Linked DNA regions of Hordeum vulgare: regions 2 and 3 are each linked to region 1. Evidence: chromatin contacts called from public Hi-C data. All regions are on one chromosome and are shown on one strand. Each heading gives the region's core, a stretch centred on a gene start, on an enhancer-like site or on the middle of the called end of the contact. The rest is flanking DNA. Distances are from core to core; before and after follow the strand shown. Region 1 holds the start of LOC123404523 (E3 ubiquitin ligase PARAQUAT TOLERANCE 3-like). Region 2 holds the start of LOC123403887 (SPX domain-containing membrane protein OsI_08463). Region 3 holds the start of LOC123401165 (zinc finger CCCH domain-containing protein 17).

What was found. A called contact is a pair of places that touch in the nucleus more often than the background predicts.
Region 2: a contact with region 1 is called in a Hi-C map of leaf, with 7 times the contacts expected there. The contact joins the promoter of LOC123403887 here to the promoter of LOC123404523 in region 1. A contact is called at or near these places in 2 of 6 Hi-C or Micro-C datasets (both in leaf).
Region 3: a contact with region 1 is called in a Hi-C map of seedling, with 5 times the contacts expected there. The contact joins the promoter of LOC123401165 here to the promoter of LOC123404523 in region 1. A contact is called at or near these places in 4 of 6 Hi-C or Micro-C datasets (leaf and seedling).

What each region holds. Positions count from the first base shown.
Region 1 is chr6H:439,406,800-439,410,846 of MorexV3_pseudomolecules_assembly, reverse strand. LOC123404523 (E3 ubiquitin ligase PARAQUAT TOLERANCE 3-like) reads right to left here and starts at 2,072. Exons shown (of 15, transcript XM_045098450.1): 1 at 1,428-2,072; 2 at 613-712; 3 at 310-388; 4 at 6-169. The coding sequence starts at 1,593.
Region 2 is chr6H:440,267,196-440,271,242 of MorexV3_pseudomolecules_assembly, reverse strand. LOC123403887 (SPX domain-containing membrane protein OsI_08463) reads right to left here and starts at 1,678. Exons shown (of 12, transcript XM_045097801.1): 1 at 1,510-1,678; 2 at 1,300-1,390; 3 at 169-241. The coding sequence starts at 221.
Region 3 is chr6H:440,112,389-440,116,435 of MorexV3_pseudomolecules_assembly, reverse strand. LOC123401165 (zinc finger CCCH domain-containing protein 17) reads right to left here and starts at 1,997. Exons shown (of 9, transcript XM_045094896.1): 1 at 1,293-1,997; 2 at 1,124-1,219; 3 at 940-1,029; 4 at 750-851; 5 at 503-649. The coding sequence starts at 1,742.

The DNA.
Region 1 (4,047 bases), core at 823-3,322:
CTCACCTATAGTCAACGGCCGCTGTATCAATAAGGGCTTTTATCTTACTATCTTCGTCGATTTGATTTTCAGAAGAAGCGTCAATTGCCTGGCTAGCAGGCTGAGAAGGAACCGAATCAGAAACATATAAAGAGTTGCCGAACTCATCATCCCACTCAGATTCTTCATGCTGCGATTTCAATACCTTAAATATCAGCTCCCTGGATTAATAAACTACAGTAGTAGCTGAAACATCGAACTGTGGTTGCACTGTTGCAGTGGCAACTACTGTGTGAGATAAATGTAACCTGGACTAGAAGTTATTCTTACATATTTCATAGATGAATCACCAAGAAAAGTGCTGCCAGAAGGCATGATTTCTTCTACCCTATTTTCTGCAGCTATTGCCCTGCAAGAAATGGATGTGAACCTTAAAACTATGATTGCTGATAAGGAGTAACTCCTGACATGGACTGTATCCGGTGACATGAAGCAGGCAAAGTCAAAACATACAAATTAGAAATCTGTTCAGATGGGTCGTGTGTGTAGGTGTATTTGACTATTGATGCATCAGTAATGTGAATTATGAGGTATGATGTGGAGTAAGTGCGGAATCAAAGAGCAAAACAGTACTCTTGTGGTTCGGTAACGATTGGCATCCTTGGGCGTCCTGGTATCCGGCGAATCAACACTGACGTGTTCTTTGGTATCATGATAGATTCATCAGCATACTCTGAAAGTGCAAACATGACAGGAAATGGTTTAAGTAATACTTCGACTGTACAAAAACCATCCCAAGTCCCCCCAAAATCAAGATACTCCTATCCTGCCCACTAATTATAAGTTCTTAAGATACAACTGTATTTCAATCTGAATGCCCGCAGTAAAATCCATTAATCCAGAATGATTGTTCGGTGAGGTAAGCAAACAACGCGATGCTTCATTAGAACACACTTACTAGTCTTCGATGCAATGCGTGGTACATGTGCTCAGCATCGCAAAAGACATTCGAGTTGCTAAACATTGCAAACAAAGATCATGTCAAATTGTTTAAGTATTGTAATTTTATCTCTAAACCCAGCTTATAGTTAATCCTCCGCACCAAATCAGTAGATCAAGTCGTCATGTCTTAGAAAGCTCAAATCATAAGAAAAAATTGAGGCAGACAACAAATGATGCCAACTAGATAAGGCCTCAATTTTCAGACATCTTGAGTGCATGAATCAAACAGCCAAATGGCTTACGATACACAGCCAAACAGAATTACAACCTGAGCCTATCAAAATATTATCTAGCACTAACATCTTGTGTACAATCACCCACACAAGAAATCAAGCAAAGGTTCTTCTCTGAGAAAGAACCAGTATTATCTAGCTAGCACTAACATCTTGTATACATTCGCCCACACAAGAAATGAAACAAGGGTTCTTTGCTGAGAAAGAACCAACCTTCGTCAGTCTGGGCATTCGAGATCATGAGGTCGAAATCAGTGCCTCTGCCAAGGTGCTTGGACTCAAAAATCATCTCCTTGAGGTTGAGAACCGAGATGAATTGCCCCTCGATAGGGATCGAGTCATAGTCTCTGGCACTCTTGAACTTGTAGTAGACAGCCATAATAGCGCCGGATCTAGATGGCGTGCCGGGTGTGCACCAGCACACCCAATTTGCGCGGCACGCCCAAAATTTGTGGAGATCAGTGAGGTTTATCTAATCACTGGGTGCCAAAAAGCTCATAGACGCCAGGATGGCGGACGGGGTTGATATAGCAGCGACGCGACGGGGCAGACCGGGAACGGCGATGGCGGCGACGCGCGTGGGGGGTCGGACGGGTTAGGGGGGGCAGACGCCGGCGGTGACCTAAGCTACGGCGCGGCGGCGGGTATAGGACACGGTAGACTGTAGGAGGTGTTCTAGAGCCGCATCGGGCCGGATTGGAGCTTGCTTGGGTAGGTCAGGACTCGGGAGAGGAAGAGGATGACTGGGAGGGGAAAGAAGGGTACAGGTACGGGACGGTGGAGAGCGGAAACCGTGGAGGGAGGGGATGGATCTCACCCTCTAGGGCCGAGAGCAGGTATTTGGTTCAGAAGGGGAGATAAAGTGACAGTAGTAGTATTGGGATGTCCTTTTGAGTCTGAACATTTTGTATTCGTAGGAAAACTATGAAGTTTTGTGACTAGTTTAATTTGAATTGATATATAGCATGTTGAGAATATATCTCTTTTTTGTTCTACTTGGTAACGCAGGCATGATAAAAGATAGGTTTCCAGCCCAATCTCTTCACAATAGAACTAGACCTGCCTGCCCGCTCATGAGCTGAGCTGAGCCCAGGTCCTCCCCCGCACCGCCGCCGTTGGTCACCCCGGCCGCGGCGGCCACCACCATACAGCCTTCATGGCAAGCCACCCCACAACAAGATCCGTTGGCTCCTCCCCTGCCCGTCGTGGAGAAGCGCAGCGCAGCCCCTCGCCCGTCGGTCCGTCAGCCGCCCTCCTGACGCGCGAGATGACGGCTAGACCTTCCCGCGTCGACAGTCGTCGCTCCCGCTCGTCCGGCGGTCCGTCGGCCGCTCTGGCCACCACGACGCGCGAGTCAACACCGGATCCGCCTTCCCCGCCGCGGATCTGGCTGCGGGGGGGATGCTCCCGGGCTCGGACCGGGGGAGAATGGGACGTTCCCGCTGGTCTGCTCGACGTGCCGGCTTCTCCTACCAGCACCGCGTCCGCATCGGTCGATTCTCCCGATCTCCCGGAGCTTCCCATGCCGCGACCAATTGCTACGCTCAGGTCAATCGTCGTAGCCCCGTCGAAAGATGTCTCTGCTGAGGGGGGGGCCTAGACCGAGGTCTCCTCCCAGAAAGCACGGCGCCATGCTGCTCGCCCGACGGTCCAAGAGGTGCACCCTGGGAGGCACGGCTCGGCCCGGCACGCCGCTTTCTCTGCTAACCAAGACCAAGCGCGCCTCGCCTTCATTACCAAGTTCAGGGGACGCTGCTTCCGGTGCCTCAGCACTCGCCACAAGATAGCCGGTTGTAGAGACCCGATCCATTGCCTCACCTGCAAGAGAGCATGACACACTAGTCGCAACGGCCCGCAGCATCCGAAGTACGCAGGAATAGCTAGGAGCGCTAAGAGCAGGCTCGGTCCACCACCACCCTAAAAGCCGCTGCACTCTAGGCTGCGTTTCCCACCGCCACCCGCGACCATGTCGACAGCCGCTCCATCATTGCTTCAGCAGGCGGATCATGCTCGACGCCCCCGGGACAGCTGCTCGGTGACTGTCCCGTCGCCGGCAATAGAGCAGGCTGTCGCGTTCCTCCGCGCCCACGCCGTCACGCTTCGGGCGGCCGACGGGGTGAATGCAACGTCCCCCATGGCGGTCGGACGGGCGCTCAAGACGCAGCTCTCCATCCCGGTGCACTCGCTACGCGTCACCGCCCACCACCCGGAGCACTATTTCGTCGTCTTCACCCAGCCGGCGCTTCAAGTGAACGCCGTTCGACGCGGCTCCATCAGGGTCGATGGTGCCATCTTCAACATCTCCACCTGGCACGACCACGACCACGCTGCTTTCGACTCCCTCCTGCTGCACATCCGTATTGTCGTCGAGGGGGTGCCGATGCACTACTGGTCGGTGGAGGGCGCCGAGGAGATCCTCGGCAGGAGGGTTAGAGTGGATCGTCTCGATAGAAGGACACTCGAGCGTGGCCACACCAAGACCTTTGCTTGCTGGGTGTGGACCAGCGACGTCGCCAACATCCCCACCAAGCACACCTTGGGAGTGCTCCCGCGCGGCGCAGGTCGGGTTGAGGAGATGGAGGGTTTCTCACCTCCTGACCGGCGCGTTGCTCCACCGCCAGCGACGGCCGAGTACTCCATGCTCATCCATGTGGACCGGGTCGAGGACTGGACCACTCCATCCCCACGGTCCTCCCACTCTGGTCAGAGTGGTATACCGTCGTCCGACTCCGACAACGACGACCGCCCGTTCCCGGCAGTGACACCGGCATCCTGGACCATGGGGGGCGAAGATGGCTAGCGTGGAGCTCGGCCGCAACGCCGCGCACATGCT
Region 2 (4,047 bases), core at 429-2,928, 860 kb before region 1:
TGCACGGGCTTACAAATTGATATTTTTCATCAGCTTATATCTGCGAAGATAAAACAGCGACACGTAATTTATGCATATCTAACCAATTCAGTCACAACAGTAAAATGATCGTAAAAAATAACAGTAAAATGCCATGGAACTGAATTTTGGAGCAGCAAGGCAACATACTCTTTCCACTCCTCCAATTGATCCGACACCAGTACCTTCCCAAAATTAACCATCTTGGCGTTTCGCTACCTACCTGAAACTAAAAAATAACAAAATCGTTAGCATGGCGATAGAGGCTAGAGCCAATCAACTCAAGCACACTATTTTGATTTAGTTAACACTTTAGAATTGCAGCCATATAATTGGTTCAGATGTCAAAGGGAGTAGCTTTCAGCAGAAGATCTTAACGAGCTTGAGACAGAAAACTAATGCGCACAGTAAGCGCCAAAGCCAGACATGTCAGTGCGTACATGGACAAAAGACATAATAGCCTTTAATAAGTGGAGAACCTAAGATAATGTTAACATGTCTGGCAAAAGCTTGAGGTATTCGGGACCGCTCCAAAAGGGGCAGGGCACGTAGCAAGATGGCACAGAATCGACTAGTGACATAGTGAGACAAAACCCTGGAAAGGGCACGTAATAAATGGCTCCAAGGTTTCCCAAGAGCTAAGCATCTCTATTATAGCGCTCACACAATTCCTTTTCTGAACTGGCCTTGAAAACAACGTGCAATAGATCACCTTCAGACTACAGTAGCAGCACTGTACCAGAAAGGTGCAGGTGAAGTTTTTCTCGTTGTTTTTCTCGTGGAGTTTGCCACATAGCCAGTGTGGTGCAGGAAAGTGAACCATCAGGCCAGATGATGCGGAGCAAACGATCCAGAGGGCCGAGGGTCACACGTCAGGAAACATATATGTACGCTAGCGGCGACCGTGGTGTTCTACTTCTCTTGTCAGCATCCCGCTTAAAATAAACCTAGGAAAACGCCGCTCAGCTACTCAGGAGGATGGCCTATCACCGCCGTGCTACTCCGGCGATATTGGGGGCGATTGCCCAAATGCAGATGGTTCTTCTTCGGCGCTCGCATCGCATCACTGGCCCGGCGAGACAGCGAGAGGGGATTCTGGCATCGTCTCAATCGGGAAACGGGAAATGTATTCCTATTTTATTAAAAGAACTTGAGGCGAATCCAGAATCAAAGCCGATAGAGACACGCCGAGGGAAACGAGTCTCTGATTCCTATGAATAGAAATGAGTATTGTTATTCCTGTTTCGGACAAGGTGCTAGAAATTGGAACAGATTGTTTACCGCGGCCGCGTGTTCTTCGGCGGCTCCTCCCTTCCCTTGTTCGGCGAAGCAATCTCCTGAATTTAGATGACCATCAACGAACCGATCGCGCCTGCAACACCGACAAATTGATGGCGCATTTAGAACAGTGCCATTGTTTTGGAACAAGATTCAGCACAGGGCCTGCACAGGCCAAAATCAGAAGACACAGGAGAACAGATGCGCACGTACCTACAGTGATCCCTTGCGAACGGGAGGCACCGGAAAGGGGATGAGGAGGCCGGGATTTCGGAAGAGCGCGGCGCAATGGTAATGGCGCGCGTATGCGTACCAGTATGCGCGAATGCAATGGCTGGGTTCGGCTGTATCTTGTGTGGTCGGCTCCGGAGGTGCGAGGGAGAGAGGAAGAGGGAGGTATTTATAGCGGCGACGGTGGGGGGGGGGGGGGGAGGACGGAGGAGTACATGGAGATGGAGGTGGGGGGCGTCGCCGGGGATGTGGCCGGGGCCGGGGTGGGCTGCGGCCGGTACGTCGCCCTCGTGTCGCCGATGCCGACGTGGCGGATTCGACCGGGACGGGACGGCTCGCGGCCCCGTTTTGGCATAGGATGGCGCCGTGGGCTGTGGACGAAAACGCCCCTCGCCTCACTACCCCTGGTTTTCTGCGTGAGGTTACTCGGCCACTAATCTTTAGCTCTGCTGTTTTATTTTCTTTCTAAATCGATGTTTGATCAAAATATAAAAACGAGTTTTATGGGACAAAATCAAAAGAATCCAATCAAGTCGTAGAGCACCTGGCAACGACTACAACCACTAAAACAAGCTGAAGGCGCACCACCGTCATCATCCTTGCCTTACAAGAGCACCTTGTTGTAGGACCAACACATCAAAATAACAACCGTCATCATCGATGAAGAGAACCGTAAATCGAAATGATCGAACCTATGGACACACGAATGAAGATCATATCCAAGCGGATCCATCGGATACATACCTCCACACGTCCTCCCACGAGGCCACGACGGTAGACGCACCACCAAGACGGGAGTTAGGCGAAGAGACCATTATACGATCTTCATGGAGCCGCGTCGTCTTTTCTTTCTGAGCACGACACAAACCCTAACCAAACTAAAAAGAAACTGTCTAAAAGCGGAGCCCTTTCGCGAGGATCCATCGTGCTCCATGGCCCTAAGGCCACAGGAGGCGAGGCACATCAGCCACGACACCTACGAGAAACAGGGTGTAAAAATCTAAGAAAATTTCTAGCTAATTGAACAACGAGATGAAAATTAAACTTAAAACATGCCCAAACCTGGTGAACGTCTCTCGGGGCACCACATGCCGATGTGTGCCATGGCAACACAAAATTCGATAGACGTGAAAACTTTAGTCGTCAAAGCTATCCATCTCGAGTTATCTCACGACTCTAGTTTTAGTACAAGGAACCACCAAGTAAGTGATCAACAAAGTGCATCATCAAAGCCACACATGCAAGCAACAAATGGTAGGTAACTGTGTGAACAAAATGCAACTTTGATTTCATGAGCCTCAATCGAGAAAGTTGCAAGATTAGCACAGACTAAGTCCACCATAACAACTCAATGAAGCTTTCTTCCAAGTGTCATTGTCAACATCTTCTCGTCCACTACGACGTGATTCCAACTTCATCGCAACACAACAAAAGTGGTGCATAGAATACTCTAGAAACACGCTATCAAACTAAAGATGAAACCCATGCTGTGACCTGACACCACTCGCCACCACCATCATTGTCATTCTATTCCCCTCACCCATACACATGTATTGCTAGCGAGCCACATGACAAATGTGTCGATGGTTAATGTAAACTCGACATTACAATCTCCCAAGAGTTGTGGAAGATAGTAGAGACTGTTATGTCTCAAGTAATCTCATCGACGACAAAGGTGGGCGATGGTTTTACCCAGATTCAGACCCATATATGACTAAAAGTGATACATTGTGTCTAGCTTGACGATGAGATAGAGGGAAACCATGAAAGTTATGCTAACGTTACCATATCACATATATCGTAGTGGTAGTATTAAAAAATACCAAATATTCATGAGAAATAATGTCACATGCAGTTCTTTAGTTGCTAGCCATATTATAGTTAAAAAAAATTGGCATAGGAAAATATTAATGGCATTAACTCTATATGACTTATTTCCATATCATCAAAACATTTGAATATGATAGTAGTCACTTCGGCTTGGATCAAGGCGTTTTTTTTTCTAGTTTTAACTAAGGAATAGATGTTTGCATGATGCTTGTTTGCTTCCAACTAAGAAGGGCATCACGGCATGTTGGGGTGCTCCATGCCCCACATCTCCTATGACTCGTACATGGCACTTAGTTTCAGTGAGAGTGGGATGTGTCGTATGTATAACACACACATGACTTGTTGGAAATATACCTTATATGCAATAATAAATATGTTATTATTTTATTTTGATGTCCATAATCAATGTTGCATTTCTATGTTATAATTGCAATGGTTCTTGAATATGATATTGATAGGAAACTCCAATTGCATGTGTAGAAAGATAAAACACCAAAACGATCCCTAGTCAAGCCCGTGGACTAGCTCACATAATGTAGATGATCTTGTTTTCCTGATCATGGGCATTTTTAATGTAAAAAAGGGATGTCGGTAATAATGAGAACAAATAGTTGGGGATAACAATGGTGTTGGATACACCCAACTTATGAACTACCGCAAGATTACATTATCAGTGTTTGTATTTTCATA
Region 3 (4,047 bases), core at 748-3,247, 710 kb before region 1:
ATGTACATGTAAACTCACAGTAAGTTATTGAAGTTAGCACCCACTCTAAAATCTAAAGTTATATGTGATGCAGGCCTGCAACACCCATAGTAACAGTGCCTAACCTGATGCAGATCTGCACAACCATTAGGTGCCAGCTTTGCTTGTATAGTTGCATTTATTTTGACTACACAGTAGCACAATTCTAAGGCATCATCTGTTTTACAGCTGACTCGTATCTCCAGATGAACTAATTACCAATATGCCTACCTCTTAAATTGATGACAAAAGTCAGAAGTGTATAACTATGTACAATACATGGGCCTACTTTGCTTGTGCATTGTAAACTTCCATGATCCACCATTAGAAGAAACAGAGAGTATAAAACAGATGTTGACCTAAAGTGATGGAAGTGTTACTACAAGCTAACAGAAATTCATGATCTGATGCATGCATCAAATCCTACTACATCAAGTGTATCTAAGAATGTGTGAACAACAGTGCACAAATTCTCAATCCTTACTCTAATGGTTTTATCCATTGAGCCAGAGTAAAGTCTCATGCCTCCTACTATTAACGAAACAACAGCAAGCTGGTGCCCGGTAAGAGAAGCAGCTGGCTCAAAACAATTTGTCACGGCGCTAAATCTCCATGCCAAAATCCTTCCATCCTACACCAAGTGTAATACGAGAGAATACATCATTAACAAAAAATATATTTGCCAAGACAAATGTTAGATCCAACGACAAGACAAAAGGAAGGAAGTTTACCTGTGTTGCCGCAAAGAGTAGCTCATTGCCAACTGCAAGTGCATAGACTTGTCCAGTCGGCCCGGTAAGGTTCATTTCTGCTTGAGTTTGCATATTCCAAACCTGCAGCGACAGTTCATACAGTCAGACACACATGTGGGACAGCAATAGCATTGGGTTAAAATCCCAAATCTCAAGCACCATTTCCTACCTTCACAGCATCAGGTATTCCAACAAACACCCATGGCCCCTCGCTGATCATGCACCCAACCTCACCCCCCACGGGGAGGACACCAGCACACTATCACACACCATATAGAAAACAAAGGTACTGAAAATTGTCATACAGAACACACAATCCTTCCAAGGATACAATTCAATGATGCCTCGGCTACCTGTCCAGTTTGACAATCCCAAAGGCGCACCGTTCCATCCTTACTCCCAGAATACAGCTTGTCTGACCCAGCAGGCAGTGCGATCCCTGTCACAACCTGAAGGAACGCACAGCATTTGATCAGCGACGTTTCGAATTTTACTAGACGGTCTTATCTGTAGATGAAGTACCTTCTCGTGGCCCTGGAGAGGGGTGAGCAGCGTGATGCTATTGCTCATGCAATATGTGTGGGGGTAGCGGCACTTCTCGCCGTAGGTGCAGTCTCCGGCGAGGAAGAACTTGCAGGGCCGGTCGGGCACCTTGTGCCTCACGCCACCGTCTGCACCTCCGGGGCCCCTCCCCCATTTGTTGTAGCCACCGCCGCCGCCGCGCCCCCCTCCTCCTGAGTTGGGGTTACGCCAGACGTGCCCACCAGGGCCATCCCTTTGGTTCGGGCGCTTGGTGGTGGCCGCCTCAGGGAGCTCGCTGTGGAGGAAGGGGCAGGGGAAGCGATTGCATCGCCCAGCGCGCCAATGGATGCAGACCTTGGTAGAGGAAGACGAAGAGGCGGCGCCGGGCGCCGGTCCGAGGCGGTTGTGCACGCGCTTGTTGCCGAAGCGGCCGTCGGCCTCGAAGTCCATGGGCGTCGCCTAGGGTTTGTTGGGCTCGGGAGGCGGCGCGGGCAGAGGAGGAAGTAGTCAGATGGTATTCGGGGTTTGACGGGAGCAGCGGCGGGGATGTTGAATTTATTTAGGAGGTAGGGTCGCGTGGAAGCGACGCGGCGAGGGCTCGCCGGAATGGATGGGGAGATCCGGATCGGAGCGGGGAGAGGAGGCGCTTACGGTGGCCCTGCTTTCCCCTTGGTCGGGTTTAGCTCGCGGGCGGAAGGTTGGGCCGGCTCCGGTTAATACAACGTGGCCGGTGCCCCGCAGGCTGGCAGACGCCGACGAAGCGAACCGCCTGATGGAAGTACATACACCATTTCGTTATGTACTCCCTCGGTAAACTATAAAAGTATTTAAAACACTATTTTAGTGATCTAAACATTTTTATATTAATTTACAAAGAAAGTATAAAGTAATACAAATGTCCGTGCGTTGCATTGGGCGAAATATTAAATATAATTTTCTTTATATGTTATTATGCAATATTATTTTAATCTAATTTTTGCAAGCATTAAAAGTAAGGTTACATTGAGTATTTCTTTTAGCCATGAAATTCGATTTTACTTATACAAACATTATAAAATAGGATCATCAGAATGATTATAATTTTAAATAAGTCCGGATAATTTTTTGTATAAATTATAAACAAATATTCATGAATGCGCTAGTGTTGGAGCACGTAGACATGCTCCTTAAAAATGATCTTGTAGTTCCCTATACTAACTCATGCTCCTTAAAAATGATCTTGTAGTTCCCTATACTAACTTTGAAGTTGACGGTTGGATTGTTCTGTAGTAACACTAAGTGATAAATTTAAGAAAGAGTTGGACATGGGAGACGGCGGGAGCTCGACTTTTATGAGCCGCCTAGTGTCCCATGTCCTATTCTACCTCGCTGACGGCCGGACGGACACTACGAAGGGCATATCTAGCCGTCGGGCATGGACACGACGGACCCGAACGAACCCCGCTTAATATTAGATTTATGTTGCATGTAATAATATAGATTTAAGGTTTCTAATTTAAAGTATCCGGTTATAGAACTCGTTATTTGAGGCTTAACTGATCAACGTCCGCAGATGCGTCCAGACGTTTCCATGAAAGTTAAAGAGGTCAGATTTGTTAAGTCCGGTTATAGATGCTCTATGAGGCGGTACAATCAAATAATTATAATGAACTAATGTGAAAAGGAACATCTAGCAAATAATAGTTTGTTGGAACGTCACGAACAACCGCATATAAATCCAACGGGGATGAGCACCGAAGTATCCAACAGCTTCGAGTCTGTGTACATCTACCAACAACTATTGATCAAAAAATAGCAATAGGCACTAAATCTCCACCGAGCTGCGCACTGCATGACCCTTATCCAAAACATCACCATTCCTCGTGCTGCTACATAGAAGAGGAGACAAGCGTTGATGCCTGGTCGTGCTCCTCACAACAGCCGCTCGTGCTGCACCCAAGAAGCACTCCAGTACTTAGTGCCCGACCGCGGTGGCAGCCACTGCCGGGATCCGTCCCTCCGTGCATCCCCACACCAGCACGCCGGCAAATCACCCACTGCACAACCATGGCGGGGCGGCCTGTTCAAAGCCGTCATCGATGTGCGCCTCTGCTGGGAGCCTGGTCATGGGTGCCACCATCTGGGAGTAGCAGCATCGGGGCCAAGCCGGTGTCCGGTAGCACTTCCCCCGCGGTGCGCGCTGAAGGCCACGGCTCGGGGCCAAGCCGGTCTTCGGTAGCACTTCCCCCGCGGTGCGCGCTGAAAGCCACGGCTGCACCATGAATGTCGCCTCCATTGCGGACTGGTGCGTTGCAGAACGCCTTGCCATCAATGGGACATCGCGTCGCGGAGCGAATTGAGCGACCACGCTAGCAGGAGCCGAGAAGGTCGCGGCCGCGAGCTCTGTCGTCCGTCGTCGCCTCCTAAAAAGGAGCGACCTTCATGCTCTGTTTCGCACGCGTTGCCGCTTCTCTGACTCGTCTCATCCTGGCAAGATTCTACCCTCTCCCCATCTCTCACCATCGCGAACTCTGGATCCGGCGCCCCCAACCTTGACAGCCTTCCATGCGCCTCTCAGAGCCTCCTTCGCCCGGATCCGTCTGTTGGCAGCCATCTATCGTCGTTCTCCGGGGTCAAAGCCGTTGTGCCATCCAGATTGTCGCGTCGTTGTTCTGGAGGTCCGGCTCCGGCGACCGCCCCTCTCCGGCTCACACGCACACTCTCTCTCTCTCTCTCTCAGTCCCCCCTTCATCGGGCCGACTCTCTCGGCCCTCTC